Regions from separate parts of the Mus musculus genome. Here regions 1, 2, 4, 5, 6 and 7 are each linked to region 3. Evidence: chromatin contacts called from public Hi-C, HiChIP or PLAC-seq and promoter capture Hi-C data. All regions are on one chromosome and are shown on one strand. Each heading gives the region's core, a stretch centred on a gene start, on an enhancer-like site or on the middle of the called end of the contact. The rest is flanking DNA. Distances are from core to core; before and after follow the strand shown.

Region 1 (3,536 bases), core at 918-3,417, 1.5 Mb after region 3:
AATTCACATAATGGCTTACAACCATCTATAAGTCCAGTTCTATGGTGTCTTGGTTACTGCACTATTTTCATAAAGAGACACCATAACCAAGGCAACTTATAGAAGAAACCATTTAATTGCAGGCTTGCTTACAATTTCAGAGATTTAGTCCATGATCATCATGGTGGGAGGCAAAAATCTGAAGCAGTAGATTAGAGTTTTACACCTTGGTCCACAGGTAGTAAGCTGAGAGAAAGAGGGGAAAGAGAGAAACTGGGTGAGCTTAGTGTGGAATTTTAAAATCTCAAAACCCACCCCCAATGACACACCCCCTCCAAGGGCACAATGCCCTAAGCCTTCCAAACAGTTCATCAGCTGGGGACTAAGTATGCAAATATATGAGCTGATGGGTCTAGCCTCCTTCAAATCACTATACAAGGGATCTGATGACATCTTCTGGCCACTGTCTGTTCATGCAGTCACAGACACATGCAGACTACGTGCCCCTACACATAAAATAGAATTTTTAAAGCCAGTCAGTATTCCTTTCATGTCTTCATGCTGAGTCTTACTATGGTACCATTAACAAACATTTCATTTGTTCTTTCCATTAATTCCTAAACAAAGATGGACATTAAACAAGAAAAGCTTAAAATTTCTTTAAATGTACAGACTCTTTTTTCAGTTCTTCCCTACATAATTCTTTTAAATAATATTTTTATTTATTCTTTGAAATTTTCATACATTTGTAATACATATTTGGTTCATATTGCTCTGCCATCCCTGCCCCTCCCACTGCCTCTGGTGCAGAAGAAGAAGCCTCATCATTAGAGTTACAGGACTTTCGTGCTTGTGATGCAAACATAGGTAGTAAAAAGTGTAAAACCAGGCCAAGCATGATGATGCATGCCATAGTTTCAGACCTCTAGAGGATCAAAAGTTAGAGGCCAGCCTGGACTACATAGTGAAATCCTGTCTCACAAAGCCAGAACTGTAAGATAAAATACAAATATGAGAGAGTAGTACCAGCCAAATTCAAGATAATAACTTCCTTTTGGAAGAAAAGGAAAATGAGAGATAAAACTGTAACTATAATATATTGTTCATATAAAATTTAAAAATTTATATACATGGAATAAATAAGCTGACAAGAAATGAAAGATGAAAATAACCATTAGTGACACAGACCAAAAATCAGAACAATCGTTTGTTTTGTTCGTTTTTCTTTCTTACAGTTCTGAGGGCCAACCAATAGGGCTGGAAGATGGCTCAGTGGTCAAGAGAGTTTGTAACACAAGCATAAGAACCTGACTTCAAATCCTAGCACTGGAGTGTAAAACCCAGGCATGGCTGCAGATACTTGTAACTCCAGCCATGAGTGGTAGACACAGATCCCAGGAACCTGCTGGCTGGTCAGCCTAGCCAAAATAATGAACTTCAGACTGAGAGAGAGGACATGTCTCAAGGGGGAAAAGTAGAGAGAGACAAAGCAGACCACTAACAGACCTGTATTAGGGTGGGGACCATAGACAGACACAGAGACACAGAAGGAAATAGGATCAAAGAGGAGATTCCTAATTGTTCCACACCCTTCCCCCTCTCCCCCTTTCTTCCATGTGCTTCTATCTATAATACGATATACCACATGCTTGAATCTAACTTGCACCCTGCATTTTAGTGGCTCTGAAATAGAGATTTATCTTATGGATAAAAATAGAACGTTAGTTCTGCTTGTTTGTTGTATTTGTTGTTTGGAAACAGGTCTTATTCTATAGCACAGACTAGTCTGGAACTCACTCTGTAACCCAGGCTGACCTCAAAGTCACAACAGTCCTGCCTCAGCCCTCAAGCCTGAGCATCACAGATATAAGACCACACCCTGCAGCCTCCCAAGGGCTGGCAACACATACGTGAGCCACCATACCCTGGGTTAAAACACACTCAAATTGTCAGAATTCTCCTTCTCTCTTTCCCCACTCTCTACAAAAAAACAAACAACAACAACAACAACAAAGTAGTAATTCCTTTTATTATCAATAGTATCTCTGACCCTTTTTCAAAGGGACAAATACAAAACAGATTTTCTCCTTGGACATTTGATCAAGAGACAGAAACAGACAGGACAGAAACAGTACCATTGTTTGGTGACAGAGGGGCTTTCTTTGTGAGAGGTTCAGTGTTGAAAATGAAACAAAGCCCTGGGGTTTATCTGTGTTAAATTAGTTACCTTAGAAAGGAGGAAATAAGTCACACGCCTTGCCTATGGGGATCTCTTCCTAGCAAACTTAGAAGATGTGATGAACTAGAGAAAATTTGGGGCTGGTCAGCAGAACCTGACTTGGAAGAAAGAAGTTGTCCTAATTCCTATGAATTATTAAGCTTTGTCTCCCAAAGTAACTGAGGTACAATGCCCACAGTAATTAAGCTCTTTCCTCGAGCCAGTCTTAAAAATCAGAGCTTTCATAAGACACAAGTCCCCAGTCACTGAGAACCTTCAAGGGAGACAAAACAGAGAGGGCATCTGCCTAGAACAAAGGACAGAGGGGGAGGGCTGAACGTTTGCAGAAAGATACACAAAATCTGCCCTATTTAGATAAAAATTGCTACTCAGCTCTTTCTTCACCCTCTGCCCAGCAAAAGTCAGGGAGTGGAACTTAAAGGAAGGTTCTAGTAAGCCCTTAGTGTGATTCTCTCGCCAGCCACACCAAGCCACACCCAGGCACAGAAGGATCTTCCTGCTCCGAGTCAAAAATGCAAAGACCCTGGAATGTGGCAGCTACAGCAGGCCAGACACAGAGGTATTGTCTCTTTAGGAGCTGGAAAGGGTCAATTCAGCTAGCCCTGCCTGGAGGAAACTTTGATAGAGGTTCATTCAAAGGAAACTGAGGCAGGTACTGTACAGACTTAAGCACTGCAAAAAGGGTCTGACTTAATTCTCCATCAGTATTGCTAGACAGCAAATGGAATATGAAACCGCCATATCAAGATTTTAGTCTTCTGACAAAAGTAAAAATTAAGACAATTTGCCTAAAACTCACTACATTCTTTTAGATGTCATCCCAAAACAAGAGAGAAAAGGCTGGGTGTGGGATTACATTAGTCAGGGTTCTCTAGAGTTACAAAACATATAGAATGAATCTGTATATATAGAAAGGGGGGTTATTAGAATGGTTTATGGGCTGTGGACCACCTAATCTAACAGAAGCTCTAAGAATCCCTGCAGAGGACCAAGCAGTGTTGTAGGTGTTATGTGAAAATAAAACAATTTTTCATCTTACGAAAGCTTAAATAAGCTCTGATAACATATCGGTTTTCCAAGGAGGAAACCAAGGCATATGACTGGTCAGCGTTAATGGGGTGTGGCTTCGGTGTACTTTGTAATCCTGAAGAAGTAAGCTCTAATGCCAGGGAAAGAATGGGCTTGCTAACAAAGCAAGACCAAGCAGACAAAGAGAGAAAGCTTCCTTCTTCCATGTCCACCAGCAGAAGGTGTGGCCCAGATTAAAGGTAGATCTTCCCACCTCAGAAGATCTTGATTAAAGGTTTATCTTCCCACC
Region 2 (3,517 bases), core at 683-3,182, 1.4 Mb after region 3:
AAATGGATGGACCTGGAAGGCATCATCCTGAGTGAGGTAACCCAATCACAAAGGAAATCACACAATATATACTCACTGATAAGTGAATATTAGCCCAGAAACTTATGATACCCAAGATATAATACAATTGCTAAACGCATGAAACTCAAGAAGAATGAAGACCAAAGTGTGGACACTTTGCCCCTTCTTAGAATTGGGAACAAAACACCCATGGAAGGAGTTACAGAGACAAAGTTTGGAGCTGTGATGAAAGGATGGACCATCTGGAGACTGCCATATCTGGGGATCCATCCCATAATCAGCTTCCAAACACTGACACCATTGCATACACTAACAAGATTTTATGAAAGGACCCAAATATAGCTGTCTCTTGTGAGACTATGCCGGGCCTAGCAAACACAGAAGTGGATGCTCATAGTCAGCTATTGGATGGATCACAGGGCCCCCAATGGAGGAGCTAGAGAAAGTACCCAAGGAGCTAAAGGGATCTGCAACCCTATAGGTGGAACAACATTATGGACTAACTAGTACCCGGGAGCTCTTGACTCTAGCTGCATATGTATCAAAAGATGGCCTAGTCGGCCATCAATGGAAAGAGAGGCCCATTGGACTTGCAAACTTTATATGCCCCAGTACAGGGGAACGCCAGGGCCAAAAAGTGGGAGTGGGTGGATAGGAGAGTGGGAAGGAGTGTATGGGGGACTTTTGGGATAGCATTGCAATTGTAATGAGGAGAATACCTAATAAAAAATAGTAAAGAAAAAAAAAGGAAAGGGAGGGGAAGGGGGAGGGGAGGGGAGGGGAGGGGAGGGGAGGGGAGGAAGGGGAGGGGAGGGAAGGGAAGGGAAGGGAAGGGAAGGGAAGGAAAGGAAAGGAAAGGAAAGGAAAGGAAAGGAAAGGAAAGGAAAGGAAAGGAAAGGATAGGAAAGGAAAGGAAAGGAAAGGAAAGGAAAGGAAAAGAAATGGTCAACAAAAGTGTACTTGTCGCAGTGGCAAGGAGCAACAGGGCCTCAGGGCCAGTTTTTCAGACTTATCTTTAAGATTAAAATATAATTATGTTGTATCCCCTTCCCCTAGCTGGACTGATTAGCTGGGCCTCAGTAGGAGAAGATATGCTTAGTCTTGCTGTATCTTGATATACTAGGACTGGCAGGATCCAAGGGGGAATTTCCTTTTCTGAGGAGAAGCGAAGCGGGTAATAGGGAGAGGAATTAGTGAGTGTGGGACTGGGAGAAGAAGAGGGAGGGGACCATGCCCAGCATTCATCATGAATAAAAAATAAACTTATAAAAAACATATACTTACATTTTCACCCTTCCCTTTCCTCCCTGCAATTCCTCCCATCATCTCTCCTCCACCTGCCTTACTTCTCAAAGCCATAACTTCTTTTTCTTTGCTGTTGTTACACATACACATGCACACACACACTTCAAATACATAAATACAACCTTTTGGAAATGTGGTGTTGCTTCTATGCTGCTGAGTCTGCTCAGTGTTACTTGTGTGTATCTGAGTTTCAGGGCTGCCCACTTGATGTTAGATAACCAATTATGGGGCTCATCCTGAAAAAACTATGTCTTCTGCTCTCAACATTCTTTAGTTGCCTACAGTTCTTTGTCTAGGGCTGGAACCCCATGAGGTCTGCCCCTTCCGAGTTAACACAACCATTGGTGTTGTCATTGTTCAGGTCTGCTTTAGGTATCACAGTGAAAGCTTGTCTGTCATTTCTAGGAGATACAATCTCACAGAGGACTTCGGGTGTTCTTTTGGCCAGATCTTCTGTCTTGGCCCAGACACACTGGCTAGTTACTCTCCTGAAGGTTCCCAGACAAGAACACAATCACGCATCACCCTTCAAGCAGGACCAGCTCCTACAGAGAACAGGAAGAGATGTCTGCCCCTCTCCTTCCCACCAACACCCAGGAGCAGCTCACTAGATTATCTGTTCTCAGCTGCTTCCATGGCTGTTTCCTGGAAATGCAGTGACTGGATGCCTGGAAACAACAGGGTTTGAGGGACTCCTGCTGGCATTCAGAGGCAGAAGTCAAATCTCTGTAACCTGAAGAGGGTACAGTTGGTAGCACCAGGATGAGAGCTGCTTTTCTGGAAAGAAGTAAACATTTTCTCAAAGCAAGCTCCACTCCAAGCTAGCTGTTGAAATCTTATTATGAGTTTGCATCTCTGATGAGAAATCTAATCAGTCAGGGACTTGGCAGGAAGCAGAGGCTCACTCAGCTGGTATTTTGGAAGAGATGTTTTTATAATAAAAGGACCAGAGTGAACATACAGGTTAACACAAGAAGACTAAGACTCTGGGGATGAGCAGCAACCCTTTGCTATGCTCAACCCTGGGGCAGAAAGGACATGGAGGAAAGTAGCCATCAAAGTCCAGTTGAAAGATGAAATCTGGAAAAGGCTGTACTTTCTAGAAGCTTGGGAGTAAGACACAACAACAAAGAATCTACAGTATAGCAAGGACAGATGTACTCAGACCCCCCACACACACACCTCCCCCTCCTAGCCTCCAGCTATACCCACCTGCTCAACCACAGCATTGTGAAAGGGCTCAGCAAGTATCAGCTACAGAGGTTAGGTCCCTGGTACCAGAGGAGGAAAAAGATAGAGACAGTGGAAGAGTACTCAAGGCACTGGTAGAACTCTGGTTTGGAATGACTTGTGGGGCCAGAAAACTGTGTAACTTGGGAATCCAGTCCAGAGCAAGAGTGAGGTCAAGGCATATCCAAACCCCAGAAATCTCATCCTGAGACCATCAGGAGGAGGACTTCTTCCTCCTTGCTCTGGATCTGCACATCCCAACACAGGTAAGACTTATGACCACCATCTCCAACACCCTTGAATACATTCGTGGTGGCCAGAGAACAGTTTAGATTTCCTCTCACTTTATAAGGACATGTTCAGCAACTTCCTGGACTTCTCCTCTTCATGCAAATGAAGCATTCCCAACTCTTCAGTTCCAGCCACCCCCAAAACCCCTACCCACTCCCCAAGGTTTCTATAGCTCTTGTTACCCCGAATAAAAGAGAGCTGTTTCACTGAAAACTGTCTCCAGAGAAGCTATTTATCCTATACTCATGCCAACCAAGATCCTGCTAATCCACCTGCCCAGTTAAGCTTCATTCCTTCTAGACCAGCCCAAGTACAATGATGCCTAGACACTCTGAGGAGAAAAGCAGATATCTTAATTCTCACGTGTATTAGCCATGGGACTTCACAAACCTATTTACTAAATCTCCATATCCTTTCATATAAATGACCTGTTATCAAATTCAGAAAACTGGAAGTAATATTTGTAAAGAGGTTCTGTGGTGGCCAGCACAGAAGAGATAGACAATTAAGCTCATATAGATCTATGTTTGGAAAATCACAGATTTGGGAAGCAGACACCTAGGTTTCTGATCCTGGATCCTTCAGTACTGAGCTATGGGATTTGGAGCAAGAGGGTTAACTTGTCTTAACCCAGGCATATCACTGACTAAATGGTATTTAATACTTTGCT
Region 3 (3,846 bases), core at 1,110-3,609:
CCAACACACAGATGAGTAATTGATTCATATCAACCATTTGTGAGAGACGAGAAAAGAAATCACCACTGTTCTTTTCCTAATTTATATCATTCCCAATCTGGAGTCTATCAAAGTGAATCCTGAGGTGGGAAGGCAGGAGAGGCAAAAAGAAACATCAGCCTCAGATGCCTGCCTCCACTCATAAGAAAGCACTTTGGGTGCCCGCCTGTGTCAGAAAGGGTGGCGTGCCACTCCCTCCAACCTCCCTCTGTCGCCCTAAAGGAAGAAAGAGTATGAGTTCTCTTTTGAGACACTTACATAAGACTCAGTAAACTTCCTGTGACATTCACAGAAAATGTAAGCTGCTCTTTTGCTCCCTCGGGATATCATTTTAATGGACTGAGTGACAAAATTCACAGATTCAGAATTCAGCAGAAACCTACTCAACTGAGGTACATCAGCACTGGAACAGGGAAAACAAAAAAACAAAAAACAAAACCCAAACCAGTGCATCCCTATTAAAAAGGGTCACCCAGGAGATGGACTGGGTCAGCAAAAGACAATCTGTTCCCTCTCAAGTGACCCATTTAAAGTCCAGAAGTGCACAGGTTTAATAAATCTCACACTGGTAAAGACAGCTTATAGAAAGAACTATCCTTACAGAGCGGGGGCATTTCAAGGCGATGAACAGTATAACTTCATGATAAACATACTTATCATTCCAACCTCCAGAAGCAATGACATTTACAGGAAGCTCTGAGTAGACACTGATGACTACAAGAAGTTTAGTGTAACAGGACAGACCAGGTATGTTGGTTGGGACTCCCCCTCACGGGTATCCATGCCATCCAACCACTTTATCCTAAAGAGCTTTTGGAAAATGTGGATGCATACACCCAACCCGGCCTCTTTTCAACCTATTGGAAAGTTCTCTGGGCATCCCATCATAAAAGGCAGGTGAACGTCGAAGAAAAGCAGGAAGGGTCCCAGGGTGGCGGGAAAACAATACCTCCAGGTGTTACTAAGAACCTGCCCCCTACACACACACACCAACTCGCTCTTGCCTATCAATATCTTGTACACCTAAGAGCATGTCAGGCCCTGAGACAGATCCTGGGGACACTAGAGATTGGGGTCTTCCACCTCCTGCTTTTCCGGGACTCAAAGCCAAGTCAGAAACGGTGTGCCCATCCTTTTTACTAGCATCCTAAGCACACCGGGTACCAGCCACAGGTTTGGATAAGTTGTCCAGCATTGCTCACTAAAGCGTTCCCACGATGGTTCTCTCGCACATCAGGGCTCTTACCTTGGCCTTGACTACATCCAGGCAGAGGTACACTCCGAAAGAGCTGAACCGCGTGGTGCCACTGACGCCTACTAAGTGCAGTGGGTCCTGGTGGAGATCCCAGCTGGAGCTGTTCTAACCCGACCGACCGACGGTGCCAAGCACAGACTTCGGGACAGCCTTGGGCTCCAAATATCAATAGGAAAGGTCCGCCTTGCCGGGACTGAGCACTCTCCCTTCTTTCTCCTCCTCCGAGGCGGCTGCCGAGAGCTGCTCTACGCCAGAAGGACTCTTCCAAGCCCTGGGCGCCTCGCATGGGCAAGGGCCTGGGGGCCGCCCTGGGTTGGATCCGGGAAACCAGCGCCAGGAAGAAACGGGGAGCCGCAGCTCTGCCGGCTTCACCTTCCGCGCCCCTGACCGCTTAACCCCTTCAGGGCAGGGCCTGCCCGCAACCGGCCCGGCCAGGCAAGTACACCGGCAGCCCCAGCCACGGAGAAGAGGCGAGGCAGGAGGCAGGAGGCTGGAGGCAGCTCAGCCGGACCGAGAGACCAGCGTGGCGAACGAGCACTGGGACCGACCGTAGCTGCTTGCGGTGACCCTCCCCCCCACCCCCCGGGCCTGCGCCGCCCGCCCGCGGCTCCGCGAGAAGCGGGCGCTGAAGAGGGCCTCGCCCGGGCCTGGGGCGCGGGACCGGGGGCGCGGGGCCGGGATAGATGCTCCTTGGAAGGTCACGGCCGCCGGGGCGCCGCGAGCGGGACGCAGCCCGATGGGTGCGGGGAGCCCGGGCGGGCAGCCCCCGCCGCCACCTTGGAGACGCGCCGGCTTCCCGGAGCGCTCAGGTTTGGAGCCGCTCGTCCGCTGCAGACGCTGTGGGCAGCCTGGAGCCGCGAACGGACAGGCGCGCGATCCCCGCTTCCCGCGCGGGGCCGGGAGAGAATCGCTGTGCGGGGACCGGCGTGGGAGCGCGCTGGCGGGCGCTGGTGTTGGAGCTCCAGGCTAGTCCAGCCGCCGCCGCGTGCTTAGAGCGTCGGGCTCGTTCGGCAGCTGCAGTGACTGTGTGTCTGTGTCATGTCTGTGCAGCTGGGGGGCGAGGGGGAAGGACCGCGATCCTGGGCTGGGTTCCGAGCGGGGGCGGGACCGGAGCCCGCCTCGGGGCCACGCCTCCTCCCCGTGATCGCATGGACAGCCAATGGGTAGCGCCAGGAATGTGCGTCTCTAGTGCCCGCCCTGCCTAGGCTACGCCTACGACCAAGCGCCTCCCTCCGCTCCTTGGTTCATTGGAACGCAGGCGGATGAAACACCCGGAGCCCGGAGCCCGGGCCGGGTCTCGGGAAAAGGGTGCTAGCTGGAGCTCCCCGCCCTTCTTTCCCGGACTCCGGCTACCCCAGATTTGGATGAAAGAGAGTGAAGAGAGGCGGGTTGAGTTCGCAATTGTTGCTTCCGGTTTGCGAGCAGGGTGGGTCACCGTGCCACTCCTTTTACAAAATAACGGTTTGGGGGGAAGTAGGAAGTTTACCCTGCTTTTCCTTCGGTTGGGAACGCGGCTCTCCCCTAGGTTGACCGGTCATGGGGCAGCCAGAGCTGTGAAGAGGCCCGATTTGAGCGGTTTGACATCATCTTGCTTGGATTCTGGATCCAAGAATCCTGTGCAAGACTCTGGTCCCCCTCACCAGAGGAAACTACATTTTTGTGTCCATATATACACGCATAGATGCACCTCCTTTCTAATTTTACTCTTGCTCAGAGCCCCGCTTTCAACGTCCACTAAAGGGACATCTAAGCCTCCGGATGTTGATGAGGAAGGTGAGGATGCGGAGAGTCCGCCCGGACTGCGGAAGGAGCGGAAAGATTTGGTTATAGTAAAGGGGATGGGATGTCCCTTGGGAGAATACCCTCCCTTGAGGCTGAAGCAGAGCCTGGGTGAGAAAGAGGACCAGAGCGGACGGTCTACTCCCACTGGAAGACGGAGCTCCGAAACTGCGATCCAGCTTCCGGGTTTTTTCCTCAACTAGGTCCCTTGGCTTCTGGGGGCCCCTTCCCCCAGAGTCCCCACCTCCCCCAATCCGTAGGAGCCACTGAATCTCTGTCTTCCCCTGCGCTTATCTCCTCCGGCAGCCCACCCACTGTCTTTTAATGGCTGGGGAGGATGGAGAGAGGTGGGATGCCTTAGAAAGGGCTTCCTATCTCGGGACTCTGAGCTGACTATCTTACCCGAGGTGGAGCATCACTCTAATCTCGCATTCGAAGATCCAGCTCCTCTCTGATCCCATCCCTCATCCCCAGCTCTGGCCTTGATACCTACACCCTTGGACCGTCCTTTGACCTGCTCGACACTCTCGGCTTCCCTGCGTTCTCTAGAAGCCAGGACCCCTTTTACCACCAGCAGGGGCTCTCCCTCAGTTCCCAGCGCTGTTTACCTAATCAGTAGGAGCCTAAGTCTTGGAGGATGCGAACCGAAGGTAGCGGTTGCTTCGGAATAGTTAACTGCGATGCTGGGGTCCTGATGTCTTATCTCTACCAGAATAAGTCTTACCACGAACGTTGCAGGGATAGCAAATCGTATCTGGGTTTGATGCCATTAT
Region 4 (3,570 bases), core at 487-2,986, 1.3 Mb after region 3:
TACATTGGACCACTTCCTTCATGGAAAGGACAGCGTTTTGTTCTTACTGGAGTAGATACTTATTCTGGTTATGGATTTCCCTAATTGGACATAGTACTACCGGAGGATCCAGCAATACCTCTCCTGGGCATATATCCAGAAGATGCCCCAACAGGTAAGAAGGACACATGCTCCACTATGTTCATAGCAGCCTTATTTATAATAGCCAGAAGCTGGAAAGAACCTAGATGCCCCTCAACAGAGGAATGGATACAGAAAATGTGGTACATCTACACAATGGAGTACTACTCAGCTATTAAAAAGAATGAATTTATGAAATTCCTAGCCAAATGGATGGACCTGGAGGGCATCATCCTGAGTGAGGTAACACATTCACAAAGAAACTCAGACAATATGTACTCACTGATAAGTGCATATTAGCCCCAAACCCAGGATACCCAAGATATAAGATATAATTTGCTAAACACATGAAACTCAAGAAGAATGAAGACTGAAGTGTGGACACTATGCCCCTCCTTAGATTTGGGAACAAAACACCCATGGAAGGAGTTACAGAGACAAAGTTTGGAGCTGAGATGAAAGGATGGACCATGTAGAGACTGCCATACCCAGGGATCCACCCCATAATCAGCATCCAAACGCTGACACCATTGCATACACTAGCAAGATTTTATTGAAAGGACCCAGATGTAGCTGTCTCTTGTGAGACTATGCCGGGGCCTAGCAAACACAGAAGTGGATGCTCACAGTCAGCTAATGGATGGATCATAGGGCTCCCAATGGAGGAGCTAGAGAAAGTAGCCAAGGAGCTAAAGGGATCTGCAACCCTATAGGTGGAACAACATTATGAACTAACCAGTACCCCGGAGCTCTTGACTCTAGCTGCATATATATCAAAAGATGGCCTAGTCAGCCATCACTGGAAAGAGAGGCCCATTGGACTTGCAAACTTTATATGCCCCAGTACAGGGGAACACCAGGGCCAAAAAGGGGGAGTGGGTGGGCAGGGGAGTGGGGGTGGGTGGATATGGGGGACTTTTGGTGTAGCATTGGAAATGTAAATGAGCTAAATACCTAATAAAAAATGGAAAAAAAAAGAAAAAATCAAATAAAATAAAATAAAATAAAGGTAATAAAAAAAAATAAAGTAAGCAGCTAAACATTAGGAACATTCCTTTTGGGTGCCGACTCTCCAATACAGCCCCAAACCAACTTCTGACCTTCTGAAATCTGAGATATTAAAGCATCCATTTATAAATCGATAGACAGGTAGATGATGATAGATAGATGGATAGATAGATAAGTAGATGATAGTTGGATGATAGATGGATAGATAGATAGATAGATAGATAGATGATAGATAGATAGATAGATAGATAGATAGATAGATAGATAGATAGATAGATAGATAGATAGATAAAGTATTTGCCAAAGCAAAACCCTATGAAGTTTACAGCCACAAATTGAAGAAGCCATGTTGGGATCCTCAAAAGTCCCATTAACAGACATCTAAAAGAATGTCATTAGAACAATGTGGTATCATAAATGCAACTAACGTGCTCTCTTCTGTTCTAACAAGCTCATGAATAACAGATGAAGGGAGCTCTGTCTGTTTTAATTAATTTGGTCTTGAAATGAATTCAATCCAATACAAAATTAGCAGGCAATTAAGTCTCATTGGCCTAAATGGACAAAAACATGCCAACATTATTGGCTAGAGAAGCAAAATGGAAATGGACAGGGGCCATGGTACATTCTTCTAAAGCAAAACCAGGAAAAGGAAAGGGACATCTGTCCGTTCCCACAAGGAGACTGCTTACCTTCTTTTCCCCAACCCAGAACTGATTTCCTGCCTCCTCACTAGGAGTTTCCAAATACACATGTTAGGAAGTTCTCAGGAAATGACTGATGAGTGGCAAGATTACAGGCTGGAGAGGTGACTCAGTGGGTAAAGTGCTTGCGGGACAATTATAAGGACCTAGTTCAGATCTCTGAGACTCACATTAAAATCAGTTGTGGTGATGTGTGTGATCCCAGCACTGGCAGGATCCCCAAAGCTTGCTCCCCAGACATTCTAGACGATCACAAAACTTCAGATTCATTGAAGAGGCCTTGCCTCAAAAATAAGGTAGACAGTGATATCGGAAGAAAGTTGGCATCAACCTTTGTCTTCTGCACAGATATGTGTAGACTCATCATGCATGTGCGTGCTCACAGAGAGGGAGAGGGGGGAGGAGAGAGATTTTAATTGATTGGTTTTATTTTTAATTGATTGGTTTTATTTTTTGTGTTTTGTTTTAGAAGTCTTCAAATAATTCTTGAAAACTAGCTCTGTACCTAAGCACTGATATAATTATCAACAGCATTCTTAGACATATACAATAAATACATTTAGTTCTAAGGAATTACCACAGTTTATTAAGTACATGAGTTTTTCAGATTCTTGGCTCCATTATCCACTTGGCAATTACATACAATGTTATGATAATAATTTGTCTTAAAATAGTGCTTTTCATCCTTGTAAAATAGTAAAAATATAATATTGCTTTTCTCCTCCAGGCTATGTGTTTAATGAGCACTTTTTACTTAACCTTCTAGAACTGGGAAGACATAAACACTTAAAATTACTTTAAGAGTGGACTCTGTGGAAAAGCTTGCTGAGACACTCTGACCAGCAGTGGAAGCACAGCACAGAGCCATCAGGCCATGCCCAGACCTCAATGTGTTATGGACTTGGGAGAACTGACCCCATGACAATGAACATTTACAAGTAAAGATGTTTATGGGAAATCATATACTGTTTACACACCACAATTTCCAGTGCCAATAAGATGAACAAATATGTGTTGGAGAGGAAGGAAAGACAGAGCAGCAGAATGGTTGTATGCAGAGCAGACTGTAGTTGATAAACAAGTCAGCAAAATGATTTCTTGATTTTTGGATTTAATTATTTGGTTTGGTTTTCTCTTCTGATATTTATTTTTATTTTATTTTAGGGAAGAGATTACAAAGGAGAGGAAAGATACAGAAGAACTAAGAAATGAGTGGAATTGGGGTAAATAATGTGAAATTCCCAAAGATTCAAAAAAAAGTATGCTTAAAAATTACTTTAATATCCACTTATCAGTGAGTGTATATCATGTGTCTTTTATGACTGAGTTATCTCACTCAATATAATATTTTGTAGTTTCATCAATTTGCCTGTGAATTTCATGAAGTCATTGTTTTTAATAGCTGAATAGTGCTCCATTGTGTAAATGTATCACATTTTCTGTATCCATTCCTCTGTTGAAGGATGCCTGGATTCTTTCCAGCCTCTGGCTATTGCAAGTAAGGCTGCTATGAACATAGTGGACCATGTGTCCTTGTTATATGTTGGAGCATCTTTTAGGTATATGCCTAGGACAGGTATAGCTGGGTCCTCAGGTAAAACTATTTCCAATTTTTCAAGGAACCACAAGACTGATTTCCAGATTGATTGTACCAGCTTGCAATCCCACCAGCAATGGAGAAGTGTTCCTCTTTCTCCACATCCTCACCAGCATCTGCTTTCACCTGGATTTTTGATCT
Region 5 (3,627 bases), core at 797-3,296, 1.2 Mb after region 3:
ACCAAGAATGCCTGCTCTAGAGTCCATCATCCCTTAAAGTATGCATTTGTGATGAGATGGTAGCTAGGGATTATGTGGAAAGGGCGTCCATGTAAGAACCACCCGATGCTGTGTGATCATGCATAAGCAACTCTCCTTCTCTAATACCTCTAGCCTCTTGCTGTGTGAGTTGTAAAATCCTTTTCTCTCTCTACATTTCTGACATGAATCCTAAATTTCTATGGAGATTACAGCTTGGGAAATAGATTTGTCTTAGCCATATTGGAGCTCAGAAGTGGAGAAAATCTAGGAGTATAGTATAAACAGAGAGGTGCGGTCACAGGCTGCTGACTGCAAGGATATCTGGGACAGCCTTTGACCTTCATCTCAACTCCAGTGCTCAGCAAACACCTGGCATTTAAAGTCCCTAGGAAGAAAAGAGCTGTAGAGAAAGAAGATAGAGAGATGGAGAAACTAGACAAATATTTGTGCAACACTATGGTTTTTATTTCATTTTGATTCCTCAAATTTCCTAATGTTCAGGAGCAATATGGATGCAAAAGGAAGAAGCATAAATTGATGGATGAAGGGCCAGTGGAAATGGCTTAGTCAGTAAAGTGCTTGTTCTATGTCTTAATGTTCTCCTGCTATGAAGAGATACCATGACCATGGCAACTCTTATAAAGGAAAGCATTTAAATTGGGACTGGCTCAGGGACTTAGTCCACTATCATCATGTCAAGAAGCATGATAGCAGGCAAGCAGACATGGTGCTGGAGAAGGAGCTTAAGAGTTCTAGATCTGTATCTTCAGGCAGATAGGAAAAGAGAGTAACATTGGACCTGCCTTAGACATTAGAAACCCCAAAGCCCAGTGACAAACTTCCTCCAACAGGGCATACCTACACCAATAAGGCCACATGTCCTAATGCCACTCCCTAAGCATTCAAATATGATTATGGGTGCCATTCTTTTCCAAACCACCACATCCTATAAGCAGAGAACCTGACGTCAGCTCCTCAACACTCATGAAATCAGGTGTAGTGGCACATCTCCAACTCTAGGCCCAAGGGAAAGGAAACAAGCAGATTCTGGAGCTCATGGACCAGCACCAGCAAATAAATGAGCTCTAGATTCTCAAAACATAAGGTGGAGAGCAACTGAGGAAGATACCTTGTCGTTGTCCTCTGGCCTCCACATACATGCACAGACACAAGACACACAGAGAGATTACTAAACAGAAATAGTTAAAGAATGCAGTCAGAGATGCAGGAGGCAAACAAACCCAAGAAAACTATGATGTCAGCCATTCCTGGACAAAAGGGTGAGTCTAGTCATGTCAGGAAGTCAAGCAGCAAAGAACAAAAGAGATCCTAGAGGCTTGACTGAAAAGGAGGTATTTGGCAGTTCCTTTCCCCTTGCAAAGTCAGTTTTTGATTCCACCCACTCCCATTCATTCTTGTGATGGAGTCCTCCCTGGAGAGGTCTGGCAGGCATAGAGGATGAGAGCAGAAGTGTGAGGCTTGAGGAAAGTACTAGGATCATCCATGCATTCCCCACATGGGTAAGGGAATTTGCTAAACCAGCCCTATCCCCTCCCTCAACAGGTTGGACACTAAAGCTAATGGTAAAAACATTCCATGTGCTCCTATTAGCTGAAACCTCATTATCATGCTTTGCCTTACAATGCAGCCCTCCAGTTAATGAAATTCAGTGTTGGAGCAAACTGTCTATGTGGGAATTAGGTCTCTGGTGGTGGTGGCTGCATTTCCGGATTTGAGGATTATTTTTTCACATTATACTCTTTCCCTACCCCAAGCCTGAGAGTGTGAGGGGTAGGGGGCCATAAAACAACCAAAAGAAAAAGAGGAGAAAAAAAAGACAGGATTTCAAACAGTGCCCAAACCCAAACAACAAAAACAGCAATCGCTGTATTTCAAAGCCAGTACAAATTAGACTAAACGGCTGGGGAAGCCAAATGGAAATCGTAATTCTTCCAGTCCTTGCAGTTCAGACACATGTAATAGGCTTGGCAAGAAGTCAAGAAAAACAGGGGCCAAGTCTCGGCATTTTTTTAAAGAATCTAAGGCTGTTGGCTATGGGGAATCTAGATTTCTGTACAGCTCAAGGTAGAACAGCTATCCAGTCTTGCTGGTCTGGTCCTATTACTGGTTGAAGCAGGACCCTGGATAGTAGAAAGCCCTAGACAGGACAGATTTGTCAGTGAGAACTGGTGTCCTACAGATGCAGGGAAGAACTTGGGTAGGGATGCCTGCAAACCAAGGACCAGGAGACACCCCCCCCCCACCCTCAACAGCCTCCTTTAGGGCAATAGAAAGCAGTATGAGGAGGGTGCCAGGGAACCACCTGATTATGTATATAGAGAGCCATAAGAGGGAAGAACCTCTGTTCAGAACTTCTGCTGGCTATTCTCCTTCACTTCTCTGATCAGTGTTCAGGCTGCCTGCTTCTCAGAAGAACAAAATGTCTGCAGGCTCAAAAGGTTTGCCACTGTCACATGAGCAAAAGGTGAGAGTCTGAACTTGAATCTGATAATGCTTACTGCAAAGCTAGTGCTTTCTCAGCTAACTTAGGGGTTATCAAGCTTTCTATGAAGTGACAGATGGCAAATATATTATCAATTTTTTAACACAAAAGCTTTTCTTCATTGTGCTCTTTTAGCCCAAAAGTAGCATAGAGCCACAAGTGATATGAAATCAGATAAATGTGGCTATGTTCCAATAAAACTTTATTTACAAAAATAAGTGATGGGATTATTTTAGTTCACAACCATACTTTGGCCGTTATTACACATATATGTGTATACATATACATATGTACAAATATACATTTTATTTTTGCAAATGAAAGAGAATATGGCCTAGGCACATAGCTCAGAGAGTAAATCACTTGCTATGCAAACCTGGGGACCTGAGTTCCCACAGCACTTATATAAATGTTGTAGGGACAAAAAAAAAAAATTGTAGGGACATAGGATCTGAAACCCCAGAACTTGGCAGAAACAGAGACAACTAGATCCTGAGGCCTCACTGGCTAATCGGTTTAGATAAAACAGTGAATTCTAGATTTAGTGAGAGACTCTATCTGAAAAAAAAAAAAGAGGTAGAAAGTCTTCACCTTTACAGTGAGCACACACACATATAAATCTGTCACAGACATACTTACACATATACACATACATATATACACATATAAGTGCATGCACACACACACATGTGTTACACACATGCACACAAAGAATCTGGCAATTTACTAGCATAGGGACCACAATATGTCAGAAGAGTTAAAGCACGGGTTTTGTGTTAGACGGTCCTGAGTAGAGGTCTGACATTGTAGCCTACCCTGTCTGGATATCCAGGGTAAATACTCTAACCTTTTTCAGTTTCTGTCACCTTTGTATTAAATAAAGACAAAGCAAAATCTGCCTCTGCTATTACTACAAGAATTATATTAGAGCATTTATTTTCATAGTGTAGACCTTGAGTTATACTAAGCATTTAGTAAATATTATCTACAACTATTTCAATAGATATTCAATCGTCAATAGTTTTGCAAGGTAAACTTTGTTACCTGTACAGCGTGGAAGTGGACAAAATCTCAGAAAGCTGAAGGTGAGGCCAGTGATCATA
Region 6 (4,052 bases), core at 828-3,327, 1.2 Mb before region 3:
GCCCAGAGCCTCAGGACTTCCCAGGTGGCACCTCTGACAAGCTCTCCCTGTGGGAGGAAAGAAAACAACTTTAATCCAGGGTCAAGAGGCAAAGGCAGCAGATGTCTGTGAATTTAGAGCCATCCTGATCTATACAGTGAGAAGCAGTGTCAAGAAAAAGAGGGGGAGCAGAAGTGGACACTTGCATGTTCTCACACACACACACACACACGCACACGCACACACACCCGCCCCACACACACACTCACAAGTGTGCAGACACACATATATAGCTGGTTATCATCGTAATACTTACTGTCCACAGAGATCTGAGTATTGGTGTGAGCATGGAGTCCCTATCAAATTTATTTTAAGAACTGGGGGGTTGGGGGAAGTGGTGAGTGGACGGGTGTTAATCTACAGAAAGGCAACCACCCTCAGTGTTTCCTGCTGAGGAAGGACAGGAAGCTTGGCCTGGAGTACTGGGGGGTGGAGGGGAGTCCTGCTCTAGACCACATACAGCATCAGGGATAGAAGGAGATACAGAGATCCTGTGGAGTTGACACAAGAGTGACCCTAGCAGCTAGGAGGTGTCACATGGCTGAGTGGTTCTCAGAGAGGTTGATGGGATGCCTAAAACAGGAATTGTGGGGGACAGACTCTCAGAACAAACAGCACTAGATTCTGGGGAAGGTTAAAGGACACATTAATTAAAACAGATGCATGCCAGGCGGTGGTGGCACACGCCTTTAATCCCAGCACTTGGGAGGCAGAGGCAGGCGGATTTCCGAGTTCGAGGCCAGCCTGGTCTACAGAGTTCCAGGACAGCCAGGGCTACACAGAGAAACCCTGTCTCAAAAACAAAAACAAAAACAAACAAACAAAAAAACAGATGCCTAACAAATGTGCAAAAGTTAGAGGAGTGAAAATTTGATCTTAGAGGGGAATTGGTCCCTGAGAGTGGGTCTCTTCCAGGACAGACCTGAAAGCCAGGTGTGGGAGCCAGATTGGAGTGGGAGCAGGATGTGGGGCTCTTGAGGGTAAGTTTCTCAGCAGGGGAAAGGGCTTGCACACTGGTCAGAAAGTTTCTGCCTACAAAACTGGGAGTTTCTATAGGCTCCACTTTGCTTAAACAGAGATCACCTGAGAGCTGCATTCAGAAAGTGAGAATGCAAAATCCAATTTGTAGTGTTTCAAACTAAAGCTATGACTTCCTCAAGAGAGTGGGGACTCTTATGAGTCCAAGAATGGCCAGTCCTTAGGTCAAGAGTAAAATCCCTCTGTATTCAGTAATGCACACTTACCGCTCTGTGTATGTGGAGGGAGTATTTTATATTTTATGTGAGGGTGTTTTGCATGCATGCATGCCTATGCTAAGGGGTCATGGAAGCAGAGAATGTTGGCTCCCCTGGAACAGGAGCTGGGAATCAACCTGAGTCCTCTGTACAAGACCTTGTCTATATACACTTTTTACTTTCACAAACTTGTGTCCTCTGAATGAGACCTTCTTTATATAAACCTTTTACTTTCTACATTAATGTGGGCGCATGTGTGAGATTAATGGACTCTGGGCATTAGGCTTGGTGGCAAGCACCTCTACCCATGGAGCCATCTCATCAGCTCATAAAGACTTTGTTCATTTGCAGGGCCTTAAACTCCCAGTCCTTCTGCCTCAGCCTCCCAAACTCCGGGCAATGGACCATTAGGCTGACTCATTATCTTCTGTGTCCCCAGGTGAAAGAGCAGCTGACGTAGTTCCAGAAGAAACTGAAATGCGTGGAGGACGAACTGGACAGGCACTCCGAGGACCTGACAGACTTAAAGAAGACTCTAAAGCAGACGGAGAATAAAGGCTCCCAGGTAAGTGCGCGGCCGCTGGGCCAGGCGGGGCGGGCAGTGAGGGAGGACGAGGAGCCCACAGGGCAAAGGCGGCTAGCTGCACCGACGTCAGCCACCCCCTCCCACCCACCCCCCGCCCGGTGCTGACGTCGCGGCCGGCCCGGGTGACCTCATGGGCCTGACAGCAGGGCCGGGGGGCGGGGAGAGGCGGGGGCGGCCCCGGCGTGGCCAAGGCTGGCGGGCCCGGGCGCGGCCGCCCAGCTGTCGCCGGAGCCCAGCAGAACGATTGAGCTATGGCCGGCCTCAACTCACTGGAGGCAGTGAAGCGCAAGATCCAGGCCCTGCAGCAGCAGGCAGACGACGCAGAGGATCGCGCGCAAGGCCTGCAGCGCGAACTGGATGGCGAGCGCGAGCGGCGCGAGAAAGTGAGAGACCAGGACCCGCGCCGTCCGCGACCCCCGCCCGATCCCACTTTTCGTCCCGCGCGCTTCCGGGCCCGCAGTGCTCCCTGGCGCCCTCTTTTCTTCCCAGCTCCGCATGCTTCTAGCTCCCCCTTCCTCCGTCTCCCCTCCGCCTTGATCATCCATACCCTTGGATCCTGGAGCCCCGTACGCTGGCGGGGCAGGAACTGGGAGGTTGCGGGGGGGACAGTCCTGCGCGGGGCACTCCGGAGTAGTGGGGCAAATACCGCGCTCCCATTGTCTGCGGCTGACCAAGGTGGGGGCGGGGGCGGTGCGCGCTTTTGCTTCTTCGCGCCCGAACTTTCCCGGCACGTCCTTAGGGTGCGGCCGCGACACGTCCGCTGAGGGCGGGGTGGGGACAGGAGAATTTGGACGCTGGCCTGCAGGACACCCACCACCACCACCATCACCCTGTGTCCCCCTAGCCCCAGGTAATATCCACTAGGGGGCCTGCCCGACGCCGGAGCGCCCACTGTATGCGCCTTCCCTGAGAGTTCAGGGACCGGGGTGCATGAATAGTTCGGAAAGAGGAAAGGCCTCCGCGCCTCCTCTTCATCCCTGGGTCAAGCCCGGGGCCAGAGATGGGTCTGGGTTCTAAGCCCAGCTCTGGCACCCACAAAGCGTTCGATTCGTGTCTCCCAAAAGTCTGCTACAGGTGGGTAGAAAGAAAAGACTAGGGAGAGGCATTCCAGACGTTTCCGGGGCAAGGAGAGCCCCTTGCCTGAGTAGTAGGGCGGTGTTTGCTAGCGAAGGAGACTCACAGACAAGGGAAGAAGTGTTGTGTGATTGCCCAGGTCTCCTGAAGCCGTAGTGTGGGAACTCAGGGCGGGGACCCTAGAAACTGAAAGGCTAGGTGGAGTTGGCAGTGCAGGTACCGCCTGGACTCCTCCCAAGACTGCCTGGGCGACAGCCTGGCCTGGGTAGAAGCCTTGAATCCCTCAAGGACCGCTCGGGCTGGAGAAAGCCTCAGAACCGGGCGGAAGCTCTGCACAGTAGCTGTTACGGCTTCTCATACGCCCGTCCCACCCTAGACATCTCCAAAATGGCCTCGAGACTCCAGCCAAGCCAGGAATTTGGCGGCCCAAGGGTGGAGTGCGGGGGATGCCTTTTGGAAAACTCTGAGCTGCTTTAAAAGTTCATGTGGGAAAGCATGCTTCTTTTGGTTGTAGAAAGACATCTCAAGTTGATTCCGGGCCAGAAACACCCAGACTAGAAATGGGGTTGGGGTGTGTGTAGCTGATTTCTGGGCTTGTGTCCCAACAGCTGGTTTCATTTAGATTTTTGTGTGATTAACCGACGTCTTCCTGTTGCTTGGCCACAAGTATCTAGCAAGCCTCTTTTACCTTATAAGGGAAACCCTTTGTAGCCGGTGGAAGGCTTTGATTGCAGGAAGGGGCGGAGCTCAAGATGACTTAGGATGTGTGTGTGTGTGTGTGTGTGTGTGTGTGTGAATGAATGCATGGATGTGAACTAGAGCTCTTTCTGTTTTAAACAGTTGAAAATATGCCAAGATCAAAGTGTGCCTCTTCAGTCTAAGTTCTTTTCCTTTTCTTTGAGACAACTCATGAATGTGGAAACTCAATGTGACTGTGAAAGTGATTACTATGTTGGGTGTGGCCTTGAGCCCCCTGCAGCCCAGGCTACTTAGAGGCTGTGGGGTTGTCATTGAATGGTGGGATACTTGCTTAGTATGCACAAAGTCCTGGGTCCCTTCTGCAGGACTGGGTGAACTGGATGAAGTAGAGCCTGCACTTGAGAGATTAAGGCAGGGCA
Region 7 (3,737 bases), core at 257-2,756, 1.3 Mb after region 3:
GATTAACTCTCCTACCAATTGATCAATTGTAGGAGGTCTAAGAAAACAGGATACTGTGCTCTGAGGAGTCACTAAGGGGCCCAGAATTTCCTGTACTGTGCCTTCATCTCTTATCAAAGTCAGGAAGCTATCATGCCCATGTGAAATAATAGTCTTTCCATTCAGACAAACAAACAAAACACAGCAAATTAATTGTACATCCCTTTGGTAAGACCATACTGAGAAGACCTTAATCAGGGACAGGTAGCAAGGGACCCTAGATAATTCCATCTACAGCTGTGCGGCTATGTGTGCAGATAAAACAAGTAAATGAATTATTTCTAATTAAAAGGTGAATATAGCTTTTAGAAAACAGAGACTCAAACTATGTCTGTTTTTTTCTAAGAGTTCAGCCCAGCAAGGTATCTTTTCCCCTATCTCTCTGAATGACCCCTTTTCTTCTTCATATAATGAATTCCCACTACACTTGAAAAACCCAACTCAGATGATTTCCACCACCATTCAGCCATGCAGAGCCACTTGTGCTGAGGTCTGTGGGGGGGGCACTAAGTCCTATGAAGGCCTCACCATGATATTCCCAGGCAAAGCACCAGCACAATGTCTGACACTCACAATAACCTACTCAGTAAGTGCTACAGTGATCACAGTTGTGGCAGCATTTTATTACCCTGCTGTTGTTGTTTGTTGTTTACTATTTTCCCACGGTTTCCCTGGAAACGGGCTAAGTAATGCTGTTAACAAGCAGAGGCTTGAAGAGATGATAGACCTCTGCCTGAACCCTGGGTCTACCACTTTCTCATCATTCGACTTTGACTCATGCTTATCTTCTCTAAGAATCTGTTTCTTAATATGTTGAAATGTAGTCATCATTGCTTCCTAATAAAGGTAACATTTTTTAAACTATATGATCTATATATTTTTGTTATTTTGCTGACACCATATCGTCAGAGGATGTCATCATGGGTATTGGGCAGGAAGGAACTTGGCTGTAAGACAGAAGACCCTCATAACAAAGTCAGTGAAGGGCAGCAGTTGATTTGGCTTCCAAATCAAGAGTCCAAGGTTTACAAGGCTCAAAACGCCTCAGGACCCTCATCCCTCTTCATCCATCTCTAATGTGATGACTTCCTGGTACACATATAGCCTCTGGGTAAAGGATATGTCTCTAATGGCGAGAAGTAGAAATGGAGAAAGAAAGAAAATCTTGCCCCTCAAGTTTTTCCATATATTAGAAAAATCAGTGTTCCCTCACAGTGCTTTCTGAAAGCAATGGATGTTTTGTCCTATCAAATTCAGTGAGGAAGTGGCCTGTCTGTGAGCTCCCAAGTCCCTGGCTCAAGGACAGTTTCACCTGATCAGATGCCAAATTGTTGTCTTTACATAGCCAACAGCAAGAGAAAACCTGACCCCATCTGATAGCTGCAGCTTTGTCTGGATGTGTCATGGGGTAAATGGCTGGTGACAGGCAGCCTATAGGCTAATGGAACAAGAATCCAAAGCTATGGGAACCTCTGATTCCATGAGTTGCTATGGAGACAAGCTAAACAAAGACTTTCTAAGAGCTGGGATGGGGAGAATGTCTCAGGATCCATTAAGAGAATTGTGACAAAAGAGACATTGTAATGCAAAAAGATGGACAGGACCTGGTTGTTAGCATGATTTATCAAGTGAGTTCCATGCAACACTGTAATAATGCTTCTGTAGCTATATACAGGAATCTTACCTCAGTAGGAAGAGGTAAGGAAGTGCAGTTGACCCTTGGATGCTCAGTTGATCCTAGGTAGAAAGAGTGAAGACACTGAACAAACCCAACCCCAGCCAGCAAATAGCAAAGCTTGAACTCAAACCCAAAGCTCCATAACATGAATACAGTTCCTTGACCATGAAAGCAGTCCAGCCAGTCCAGACACTGTGCTTAATTAGCTTGGAAGACCGGAGATGTTATTCAACCTTTAGTAAATGTGAGTCAAATAACTGCACTATATTACCAAGACAAAATAAGCTTGCTTCTCATAATGCTTCTTTAAAATATCATACATCTGCTGGCCCATGTGGGCAAAAGACAAATAAAAAGCAAATGAACAAGTAGAAATGTGACTTTTACTGAGGAAAAAACATGACTTACAAGTTAAAAGACTTAAAAGTCTGTATTATTCCATAGGCTCACAGACCAAATTACAAATGATATATCAAACTTACCATATTTCCAGGGAATTTTTATTAGTCTGATTGACAGAGGAAAATGCATTTATTGTCATAACATTCCATGCAGAAGTGTTTCTGAGTCATTCTAACCTCTGAATAAATTATAGAGTTCACTTATTATATGTAAGCACACTGTAGCTGTCTCCAGATACTCCAGAAGACAGAGTCAGATCTCGTTACAGATGGTTGTGAGGCACCATGTGGATGCTGGGATTTGAACTCCGGACTTTCGGAAGAGCAGTCGGGTGCTCTTACCCACTGAGCCATCTCACCAGCCCATGGGCATATATCCAGAAGATGCCCCAACCGATAAGAAGGACATATGCTCCACTATGTTCATAGCAGCCTTATTTATAATAGCCAGAAGCTGGAAAGAACCCAGATGCCCCTCAACAGAGGAATGGATACAGAAAATGTGGTACATTTACACAATGGAGTACTACTCAGCTATTAAAAAGAATGAATTTATGAAATTCCTAGGCAAATGGATGGACCTGGAGGGCATCATCCTGAGTGAGGTATCCCAATCACAAAGGAACTCTCACAATATGTACTCACTGATAAGTGGATATTAGCCCAGAAACTTAGGATACCCAAGATATAAGATATAATTTGCTAAAAACATTAAACTCAAGAGAACGAAGACCAAAGTGTGGACACTTTGCCCCTTCTTAGAAAAGGAAACAAAACACCCATGGAAGGAGTTACAGAGACAAAATTTGGAAGTGTGACGAAAGGATGGACCATCTAGTGATTGCCATATCCAGAGATCCATCCCATGATCAGCTTCCAAACGCTGACACCATTGCATACACTAGCAAGATTTTGCTGAAAGGACCCAGATATAGCTGTCTCTTGTGAGACTATGCCAGGGCCTAGTAAACACAGAAGTGGATGCTCACAGTCAGCTATTGAATGGACCACAGGGCTCCCAATGGAGGAATTAGAGAAAGCACCCAAGGAACTAAAGGGAACTGCAACCCTATAGGTGGAACAACAATATGATCTAAGCAGTACCCCGGAGCTCTTGTCTCTAGCTGCATATGTATCAAAAGATGGCCTAGTCGGCCATCACTGCAAAGAGAGGCCCATTGGACTTGCAAACTTTATATGCCCCAGTACAGGGTAACGCCAGGGCCAAAAAGGGGGAGTGGGTGGGTAGGGGAGTGGGAGGGGGTATAGGGAACTTTTGGTATAGCATTGGAAATGTAAATGAGCTAAATACCTAATAAAAAATGGAAAAAAAATTATAGAGTTCAAAGAATTCTGGATTCAAATCCCTGTGAGGGATGTCAAATGAAGAACTGATCTGGACCAGAGCTAGAGGAAGATTTATTTGAAAGGGTTAATGCACTAGGGAGAATGCCTAGACTTGAGTATTACAGCATCTTCAAGTCAAACAGAAGGCTATTCTCTTCTGAGGACTAGCAGGAACTATGGGGAAAGCAGGTGAGATCTGAAGCTCCATGCACACTCAATGGGCCAGTTGAGTTAGTGTTTGCTTAAACTTGAGCACAAGGCAAAGTTTAGGA

The links. Promoter capture Hi-C pulls out the DNA fragments that hold promoters and counts their contacts. Hi-C and Micro-C count contacts between places; a contact is called where the count stands out from the background. HiChIP or PLAC-seq counts read pairs in DNA pulled down with a chosen protein or histone mark.
Region 1: a promoter capture Hi-C map of embryonic stem cells shows a contact between it and region 3, with 15 times the contacts expected there. The contact joins the enhancer-like site here to the promoter of Large1 in region 3. A contact is called at or near these places in 17 of 39 promoter capture datasets (the 3T3-L1 cell line, 3T3-L1-derived adipocytes, cranial neural crest and 8 more), 9 of 484 Hi-C or Micro-C datasets (the HPC-7 cell line, the MC38 cell line, cerebral cortex and 5 more), 30 of 115 datasets of contacts at active chromatin or transcription factors (the NIH/3T3 cell line, VIP interneurons, cardiomyocytes and 18 more) and 1 of 9 other capture datasets (embryonic stem cells).
Region 2: a contact with region 3 is called in an H3K27ac HiChIP or PLAC-seq map of VIP interneurons, with 27 times the contacts expected there. The contact joins the enhancer-like site here to the promoter of Large1 in region 3. A contact is called at or near these places in 13 of 39 promoter capture datasets (the 3T3-L1 cell line, cranial neural crest, embryonic stem cells and 6 more), 6 of 484 Hi-C or Micro-C datasets (cerebral cortex, embryonic stem cells, neural progenitor cells and 2 more) and 16 of 115 datasets of contacts at active chromatin or transcription factors (the NIH/3T3 cell line, VIP interneurons, craniofacial prominence and 10 more).
Region 4: an H3K27ac HiChIP or PLAC-seq map of VIP interneurons shows a contact between it and region 3, with 15 times the contacts expected there. The contact joins the enhancer-like site here to the promoter of Large1 in region 3. A contact is called at or near these places in 3 of 39 promoter capture datasets (cranial neural crest, hippocampal neurons and liver) and 5 of 115 datasets of contacts at active chromatin or transcription factors (VIP interneurons, embryonic forebrain, embryonic stem cells and 1 more).
Region 5: a contact with region 3 is called in an H3K4me3 HiChIP or PLAC-seq map of stem cell-derived neural progenitor cells, with 9 times the contacts expected there. The contact joins the enhancer-like site here to the promoter of Large1 in region 3. A contact is called at or near these places in 5 of 39 promoter capture datasets (the C10 cell line, cranial neural crest, hippocampal neurons and 2 more), 5 of 115 datasets of contacts at active chromatin or transcription factors (astrocytes, embryonic stem cells, forebrain and 2 more) and 1 of 9 other capture datasets (embryonic stem cells).
Region 6: a Hi-C map of muscle stem cells shows a contact between it and region 3, with 7 times the contacts expected there. The contact joins the promoter of Tpm4 here to the promoter of Large1 in region 3. A contact is called at or near these places in 3 of 484 Hi-C or Micro-C datasets (embryonic stem cells, muscle stem cells and uterus).
Region 7: an H3K4me3 HiChIP or PLAC-seq map of neural tube shows a contact between it and region 3, with 9 times the contacts expected there. The contact joins the enhancer-like site here to the promoter of Large1 in region 3. A contact is called at or near these places in 10 of 39 promoter capture datasets (the 3T3-L1 cell line, cranial neural crest, embryonic stem cells and 5 more), 1 of 484 Hi-C or Micro-C datasets (cortical neurons), 13 of 115 datasets of contacts at active chromatin or transcription factors (VIP interneurons, astrocytes, embryonic forebrain and 6 more) and 1 of 9 other capture datasets (embryonic stem cells).

Annotation. Positions count from the first base shown.
Region 1 is chr8:74,818,209-74,821,744 of GRCm38.p6, forward strand. No RefSeq gene overlaps it. Among named protein-coding and RNA genes, the nearest start is that of Isx, 53 kb to the right of the region's middle. Within about 2 kb of position 2,168, at least 8 of the 459 cell types and tissues checked have an H3K27ac peak or open chromatin away from gene starts, as enhancers often do. A contact at or near this core is called in embryonic stem cells, where this site is marked.
Region 2 is chr8:74,799,634-74,803,150 of GRCm38.p6, forward strand. No RefSeq gene overlaps it. Among named protein-coding and RNA genes, the nearest start is that of Isx, 72 kb to the right of the region's middle. Within about 2 kb of position 1,933, at least 1 of the 459 cell types and tissues checked has an H3K27ac peak or open chromatin away from gene starts, as enhancers often do. A contact at or near this core is called in VIP interneurons, where this site is marked.
Region 3 is chr8:73,351,181-73,355,026 of GRCm38.p6, forward strand. Large1 (LARGE xylosyl- and glucuronyltransferase 1) reads right to left here and starts at 2,360. Exons shown (of 15, transcript NM_010687.2): 1 at 1,286-2,360.
Region 4 is chr8:74,608,970-74,612,539 of GRCm38.p6, forward strand. No RefSeq gene overlaps it. Among named protein-coding and RNA genes, the nearest start is that of Isx, 260 kb to the right of the region's middle. Within about 2 kb of position 1,737, at least 2 of the 459 cell types and tissues checked have an H3K27ac peak or open chromatin away from gene starts, as enhancers often do. A contact at or near this core is called in VIP interneurons, where this site is marked.
Region 5 is chr8:74,556,210-74,559,836 of GRCm38.p6, forward strand. No RefSeq gene overlaps it. Among named protein-coding and RNA genes, the nearest start is that of Isx, 320 kb to the right of the region's middle. Within about 2 kb of position 2,047, at least 12 of the 459 cell types and tissues checked have an H3K27ac peak or open chromatin away from gene starts, as enhancers often do. A contact at or near this core is called in neural progenitor cells and stem cell-derived neural progenitor cells, where this site is marked.
Region 6 is chr8:72,133,211-72,137,262 of GRCm38.p6, forward strand. Tpm4 (tropomyosin 4) reads left to right here and starts at 2,078. Exons shown (of 8, transcript NM_001001491.2): 1 at 2,078-2,243. The coding sequence starts at 2,112.
Region 7 is chr8:74,687,070-74,690,806 of GRCm38.p6, forward strand. No RefSeq gene overlaps it. Among named protein-coding and RNA genes, the nearest start is that of Isx, 180 kb to the right of the region's middle. Within about 2 kb of position 1,507, at least 2 of the 459 cell types and tissues checked have an H3K27ac peak or open chromatin away from gene starts, as enhancers often do. A contact at or near this core is called in neural tube, where this site is marked.